2 separate regions of the Hordeum vulgare genome follow, and region 1 is linked to region 2. A link is a contact called in public Hi-C data. All regions are on one chromosome and are shown on one strand. Each heading gives the region's core, a stretch centred on a gene start, on an enhancer-like site or on the middle of the called end of the contact. The rest is flanking DNA. Distances are from core to core; before and after follow the strand shown. Region 1 holds the start of LOC123448783 (transcription factor TGA2.2). Region 2 has its middle 290 kb from the start of LOC123448783.

The links. A called contact is a pair of places that touch in the nucleus more often than the background predicts.
Region 1: a contact with region 2 is called in a Hi-C map of leaf, with 2.2 times the contacts expected there. The contact joins the promoter of LOC123448783 here to the enhancer-like site in region 2. A contact is called at or near these places in 3 of 6 Hi-C or Micro-C datasets (leaf and seedling).

Annotation. Positions count from the first base shown.
Region 1 is chr4H:415,133,354-415,137,430 of MorexV3_pseudomolecules_assembly, forward strand. It overlaps LOC123448783 (transcription factor TGA2.2), which reads left to right and starts at 2,654. Exons shown (of 11, transcript XM_045125788.1): 1 at 2,654-2,856; 2 at 3,283-3,316; 3 at 3,423-3,616; 4 at 3,882-3,992.
Region 2 is chr4H:414,839,755-414,843,722 of MorexV3_pseudomolecules_assembly, forward strand. No RefSeq gene overlaps it. Among protein-coding and RNA genes, the nearest start is that of LOC123448783, 290 kb to the right of the region's middle. Within about 2 kb of position 1,842, at least 2 of the 3 cell types and tissues checked have open chromatin away from gene starts, as enhancers often do. A contact at or near this core is called in leaf, where this site is marked.

The sequences.
Region 1 (4,077 bases), core at 1,404-3,903, 290 kb after region 2:
GGTTCCGCTATCCATCATTGAACAAAGGAGTTCCGTTCATGTGTATGAGTTACGCAACCAACGATGTCACAAGCTTAAGGCAATCATTGTCTACTAAGTGTTAGTAGGACGGGAGTGATGAGAACATATCTGTTAAATTGTTTCATAAATATTCGAAATTGTTTTGAGAGGATCTGAAAGCGTTTTGGGGTCATCGGAAGGGTTTCACACATTATCGGTTAATACTGGGTATTATCAATAAATAATATATAAGAGGAAAATGTTTCCAGTGATTTTAAATTATATACAAAAGGATATGAAAATAATTAGAACACCTTTTATATTTTATTTAATATCAATGGACTTAAAAGGCTAAACCAGAGAAGGTAACTTGGGGCACAAGGGCCCGAGACCCCACTGGAGGTGGTGCCTCCTTTCCCACTTGGGGAAAGGAAGGATGCCGAATTGGAGGGGAGCCCCCCTCCTCTTGGTCGTCCAAGGAGGGAGTCCTTTACCTCCTTGTGTGGCGCCCCTCCTCCTCCCATCCACCTATATATAGTAGAGGATTTCCACCCTTTTGAGACAAAAGTTTTGGAGCCTCCTCTAGTTCTTCTAGTTCTAGTTTTAATTGGTCCTAGTTGACTAATTACAGCTAGGGCTAGTTCTTCTAATCATCATAATTAGAAGACCAATGTGGCTTTAATCTCCTCCCTCTAATTCTTTGCCGACCATTAGCTCTGGACGACGAAGCACCGGGATCGTGAAGGTTGCACACTTGCAACCAAGTAGACAGGTCGTGTTTTTGGTCTTTGGTTCGAGAGACTATTCATGGGCGGTTCACGAGATTGTTCATTGACGGTTCAAGGGACTCCAAGTACGGTCTACACTAACACGCTCTTCTTTTGTTGCAACTCGATGACGATAACGATCATGATCCCAATCTTTATTGTATCTTCATAGTGTTCTTAGTTGATCATAGGGCGATTTTTTGGTAGAGTAGCCGTGCTCCAAAGACCCTATCCTACTTCAGAACTCTTCTCCCTTTGATCAAGCCCTTGAAGTTGAGAATGTGCTTCACCTTCCGTCCCATTTCCTGTTGGATGCTCATGATCATGATCATGATCATCTCGGCTTCTTCGTCCAATTTGACAATCGAATAACTCATTTGAATCATGCCATCAAGCTATGTCGAGCCTCGCCTGATAAACCATGTGAATCCATCGTTTTGCCTACAAAACAATCACGAAAAACCAGTCGAATACTTAAAGGGCAAGGGGCAAGCTAAGAGTTGTCGGACGTACCATGGTGGTGTCCGGGCCGACGACAATGTCCGCAATGGTGAGCACGGATGTGAGGACTATTGTGGTGGTGCTGGCGGGCTCTTAGGGCTTAGTACGACGACAAAGCAAGGGTGGCACTACAGCTAGGGGAGGACCAACACGCAAGAGTGAGAAGAGGGGCGGGGAACAAATTGAATCAGTAGGTTGGGGGAGGATTTGGTGCAACTTGGGATGGGGTCGGCATGTCTGGTCCCACATGACGGGCACGTCCGAGCTTACCCATATCCGTTTCAGATTTGGGCTGGATATGAGGGGCGCCGATCAGTCCGGGTGTTTAGGGCCGGTACGAGGAGCCCGTCCTGGATCGTATTTTTTAACCAGTCAGAACCGTCCACCCGGATGTATAATGAGGATTTGAGGCGTTCGGTTGTAAATGCTCTAAGAAAACATGCTAATGTCTCGACCCACCTTTGTGCAAAGAAATCTTGCATTGTGAAGGTCACGAAGTGTTGGATGAACTCCATCTGGTTTTCTAGTCACAAACCTAGCCGATAGTGCCAGAGTCGTTTCATACGAAAAGAGTTCTTTAATTTTGCTGGAAAAAAAAAACTCAAAAGACGTCTGTTGCGAGTTGTGAGAGTTTTTTTTATCTTGATACAACAACATTTGTAAAGAAAAAAAGACAAGTCGAACAATAATTTTCCTTCCTGAAGGGACTAGCTAGATGACAGTCGTTTGAAAGAGAATTTTGGGTCAACCAGTCTGTTATAAGTCATTGGATGGAAAATAAACGATCATATGCTTTCCTCAACCTTCAACCCTATCTCATGTTCATCTTTTTTCTCAAATTGTCCGACTTACCACCGACACAACCACCTGCTGCCACCGCCCTGTGGCCGGTGAGGATTTTTTTCCGAAGAACTTGCATTTAAGATAGATAATGAGGTTGTCTGTCACTCCATAAATGTTGGAGTTGTTTGTCATCTTTTGTTTTTTTGAAGGCAGTCGTTTGTCATCTTAAGATAAACCGACAGGGATTTTCTGGCTCGGCGGCGCATGCTTCTTCCTTTCCTCCGTCGACTGTTTTTTTTTTCCGAAATCGAACGACCCAAAATGCTTTTCAGGCGAGTGAGGCTAAACGGACGCCGAACAGCGATTTATGACGTGCATATGTATATGATTTCATGGCTTATTTTCCCTGTAGAGATGGAGAAAGTCCATATTGGAGTCGTGCTTGAGCGGCCCAGCCCCAGGTGGTAGGAAAGCAAAGCCGAACGCGGACCTCCCACTCTTCTCACCAAACCCCACCGCTGGCGTGGGCCCAGACCCCACCCGTCAGCCGCCGTGCTTCAGCCCTTTGACTAGAAGCCCACGCACGCACCCCACCCCGTCGTCGCCCCTCTCTCTCCCTTCTGACCAACCCGGCCGCCCCAGTTTCTTCTCCTCTTCTCTCTCTCCGCGCTGCCGTCCCGACCCCGTCTTCTGCTCCTCCGCTTCACGCGGCGCCGGCCGCCGGCCGGTCTCGTCCAAATCCGTACGCCGAGCGGCCTCTCCCTCCCTTTCGACCTCCTCCCCTGCCGCAGACACTGCCCCCGTGGTAAGCGGAAAGCCCTAATCCTGCTCTCTCTCCTGCCTGATTCCTTGGCACCACCTCCGATTCCATACAATTGTCGCGTTGGTGCTGCTGGTTGGAGCTCGCGAGATGCTTTGAGGTCGGGCTGGAGACGGCTCTTAATTCCGAATTTCTTAGGTGTTTCCCGCTGCTTTGGCGCCGGCTGAGCTGTTGGGGGAGGTAGGCCGGCCGGCCTAAAGCTTAGTTATTGACGCTACGAGCTAGCAAAAAACTGTACTTGCCGCTTCCTTTGCCTTGAATTCTCTCCCGTCCCTGCTGTTGTCCTGCTGTACTTGTTTACTTTTGGAATTACTTGCTACTATAAGGGAAGGGTACGATCTGCCAAAGTGCCTAGGCACCTCGAATTTCCTCACCGTGGCAGCTCACTATCTCTTGCGTGCTTCTCTGCAGATCCCGTGCCTACAGATAATTTGACTTTGAAAAAGTAAGATATGTCTGCGCTTAGACTGCTGAATTTGTCACTGCTGGACAGCCTTTACGTGCGGTGCTAACATGTGTGGATATCTGTTTGCTTTTCTTGTGATGGATAGGTGACGGCTCTGGCCTCGGAGTGATCTCTGACACCTAAAGGATACAGGCGCCCTTATTACCCTGCTTCAAGTAAAGGGACAACAAAGCGATTTGTTGTCCCGTTGTTTTGAGCTGGAAAACCCCCGGTATGGCTGATGCTAGTTCGAGGACTGACACATCCATAGTTGTGGACACTGACGATAAGAATCAAAGGGTAAACCTTTTTTTCTCTATCCATATCCATTAGGCACCTGGTTTGATCTTTTGTGGAAGCTAGGCAGAGAATTGGAAATAATGTATGTAATGTGTCTATCCTGAGTTGTGGTGCATATAAAAGTGTAACAATAGGTGAAAACTGGTACTGTATTAGATAAAAGATATGGTAGACTTCATTTGTATGAAGCGCACACGTTTAACTTGGATGGTTTTGATGCCAATGCTTGATGCTTCTTTTGCCATGTCCATGTTACCATCTGCAGATTGTTGTACACATTTGCTCCAGTTCCTAAAGAAACAACAAACTTCTTAAATTACATATCAACTTGCAAAAGTGAACAGGACTACTGCTGCTGCACTATCAGTTTCATCAGGTGGGAAATATTCAGTGTGGAATACATTAAAGTGTGAAATGTGTGAGTATTTTGGATACTCTGCCCCATTTTTTTGACAAATAGA
Region 2 (3,968 bases), core at 592-3,091:
GGACCTCAGCTAGAGTGCGGTCGGGCAGGGTGGCCAAAACTATGAGATGGTCATCCACTACAAGGTATAGGTTATTCTAGTTTTTAGTAAAGCAACTGAAATATCGATCATTTATATAAATTATCAGCAAACTTTAATGAACTACATTGGATTTGCTTAAATTTCATCCGAATAATTTGTATCGTATTTAAAATGTATACGGCTAACTATGAATGGATGGCTCCCGCATCCGTATCCGCAGACTCGTCCCCGTGTATGGAGATGAATGAGGTGTCTGGTTTGCGAACGAGCATTGGAGATGCCCTAAGTGGACCAAACTTGTCGCCTTCAGCCTCTCCAATTTGTTAACTAATAGGTCAACCATGGTTGCGTTTGAGAGCGAACTTTTGATCCGCTAGAAACAATGCGTTTCCACAACCAACATGTAAAAATAGTTGCATCTATTCATCGCTCATCGTACCTTCAAGAGAAAGAAAGGAGGAAAACCCCGGAGACCCAGCTCATGCTCAGCGGCGTGTTTTTCTTTGGAATTGGAAGTAACCGAGTAAACAGTAAACAATGCGTTTCCACAAAGGACCTCCGGCCACAGATCAGTACGCGCACAAGCTAAGACAAAGAGCCGATCCTTTTGTCAATCTGAAGCGCGAAACGGTGCCAGCTTGCTAGCTCGTACTCCGACTACTGTAGTACTCCCTACGTTCCTAAATATAAGCCTTTTAAGCGATTTCACTAAGGGTCTACATACGAAACAAAATAATTGAATCTATATTTTAAAGTATGTCTATATACGGATGTATATAGTCCATTAGTGAAATCTCTACAAAGAATTATATTTAAAAACGGAGGGAGTACTTAGCACCGCGGCAAACCCGGTCCCTAGTCCATGGTTGGTCAAGAACTGTTCAAAGTTTCGGACCGACGGAAAATGTCTCCCCTGACCTGATTTTCGTCAACTGCCTACGACTCAAGCAATGGAAGCAGCATACTTCATTATTGGTGCTCTCCCCTATCTCTCTATCTCGCTATTTTCTACTTCTTCCGTTCCTAAATATAAAATATTGTAAAGATTTTTTTATTATAGACTACATACAGATTTATATAAATATATTTTAGATTATAGATTTATTTATTTTGTTTCAGTAGTCTATAATGAACTCTCTAAAATGTTTTATATTTAGGAACGGAGGGAATAACATATACAAATACTACTTACGACAAGCAGAGGAAATTAGTTCTGTGGTCACCCTTGGTACGTATGATTAACGAACCTAAGCTTTCCATTTCAAAAATGAAAAACTAAGCTAGCTTTGGACGACGGCATAAACTAGAACCTAATCCATCACCGTCATATCCGAAAGAGTCCTGCAAATAAGATGGTTTGTTTAATATGCCTGACCTTCTAGAGGCTGCCGGATTTGATGACTCCGTGTGCAAATAATTTGATGTTCATGTCACAGTCAAAAGAAAAATTGATGTTCATTTCGATGGTAAACTAATTGATGTTCCTGTCATTGAACTTTGTAACTATTAAATGTTCATTTCGATGGTAAACTAATTGATGTTCCTGTCATTGAACTTTGTAACTATTAAAAACTGGACATCTGTTTTATAAGTACTTCCTTAATATTACTTCTTCTGTAAACTAATATAAAAGCGTTTAGTTTACGGAAGGAGTACAATATAAGAAATTTTTATAGCTTTGAAGCAATATTTTATGAAAGGATTCGCTTTTTAGGTGCGGGGTGCGTCCAAATTTGAGGTCATGGGTTAAATGAACCCCGTTATTGGCACAAAGTATCCAGGCCGGCCCAACGTTCAGATTAGCCCAAGGCTTTTCTTCAACTAAGATTTACTGTGTATACCTGCACCGCATCGAGAGCTGTATCTCGCTTATAGCAAGAATAGCTCTCATCTTGCTGAACGTTTTTCCTGATCTCCTGTTTCTGGACCGGCTCGTTTCTATTTCTTTTTTCCTATCATTTATTCTGTTCATTTTTTTCCTTCTCAGTTTTTCCTAATTTTTGTAATTCTTTTTCAATGGTTTCTTTTCTTTTTTGGTTTTACTTTGTTTCTTTCCGTTTTCCATTCTTTCTGCACTAGTTTCATCATTTTTCATTTTCTGTTCCCTTTTTCTTTGGCATTGTTTCTTCTAAAGTTTTGAATTTTTCTTTGTTTCTTTTATTTGCATTCTACATTTAGTGTATGCATCAAGAGTGTTTTTATAATATATGGTCAAAGTATATTTTATATTTATTTTTAGCATTTTTTAAATGCTCAAATAATATATTTTTAAATACTTTATTAACATTTTTAAATACATGATCACATTTTTCTATGCATATTTTAACATTTTTAAATACTGGATTAATAATTTCCAAATATAAGATTATCATTTTATTGAAACATGGTCAACATTTTCTACACACATTTAACATTTCTGAAGGCTTGATTAAAATATTCTAAATAATTATTTAATATGTATTTTTCAAATTCTTAATTAATATTTGCTAAATACATGATCAATTTTTCAACACACATTTTACAAAAAAATTATACATGAGAAACATTTTCTTTATACACATCTAGCATTTTAAAATGCTTGTTAACATTTTATATGGTCAACACTTTTTTTACATGTTTCAAATGGCTGGTTAAAATTTTCCAAATACGAGATTATAAACAAAAGTATAAAAAATGGAAACAAAAATACATGAAAAAAACTAGGACGTGGTCTCCCACGCCACTAGGCAGGTCCATTTAGAGAGAAGACTGACCTAAGAGCATGCTAGGTCTTGCTATAAGCGAGGCGCTACCCCAATTTTTTCTTAACAAAATATACGATGGACATCTAAAAGTTATCCCAGAAAGATATGATAAAAATATCTAGTTTATACTCCCTCCGTCCCAAAATAAGTGCCTTAAGCTTAGTACAATTTTGTACTAGAGCTAGTACAAAGTTAAGACAGTTATTTTGGGACAGAGGGAGTATTAGATAATAGTAAGCATAGGTGATGCAAGGGGGCCATGCAAAAAAATAACAACGGATAATGTGATAACTAGAACCATGGACACACTTATGACCATAAACAAAGAGGAAATTGCTACCAATGTCGAGATATCTTCGCGGCAATACTGATTGAAGTGAATGACAAAACTTCTACTGATTCATAGTTACATGTACAATATATATGAGATGGAATGAACGTGAGGATCTAGAGAGACGGTGGTTCCCGAAGACTCGGAGAGAATTAAAAGATGTTTCGGTTGCAGATGTCAAACGGATGACGAGTGGGCAAGGGGAGAGTTTTGACTAATTAATTTGTACTAACTAATCACAACAATATCCCTAATTTATGCTTGTACATGTAGAATCATCACATGATTGCCCAATTAGTACCATCATCTTGAAAGATCATCCATTGTAGTACCATCACCCGAAAGAATTCTACTTCATAAGTTTTTCAATTAAAGTACTTGACGAGGACACGAAACATGAATTCACAAAGAGAAAGAGGGTAATATGACTCTTTGAGCAGAGGTAGTCCAGGAAGATACTCCCCCTGATTCCTAGAAGTCTTGGAATCTTCGCATACCAATTTAATGAACATATTTTTAAAATGTACAAGTTGGTAGACACTTGGTAAATAAATCAAAAAGATTGTTGCATGATTTAACTTGCAAGATTCTTATTTCCTCCTATTCTTGAGTTCCCCGAGGAAAACAACTTAGGAACATTATGCTTAGTGATGTTGCTTTTGATGTCTTGTTTACATCTCTGCAACACAAGCCACATTATGTGCCTAGATATATGGTAGAGCATTTTCCACATAATTGGCATATGTGGTTTATCATTCTATCGCTCGTGCAGTGACTTCCTAAGCAAACAGTTTTTAACCCCTTTTAGTGATGCAGTTTCAAACCGTCATCTTATCTGTGTGAGTGATAGGGTGGGGGGCTCCATCGCACAC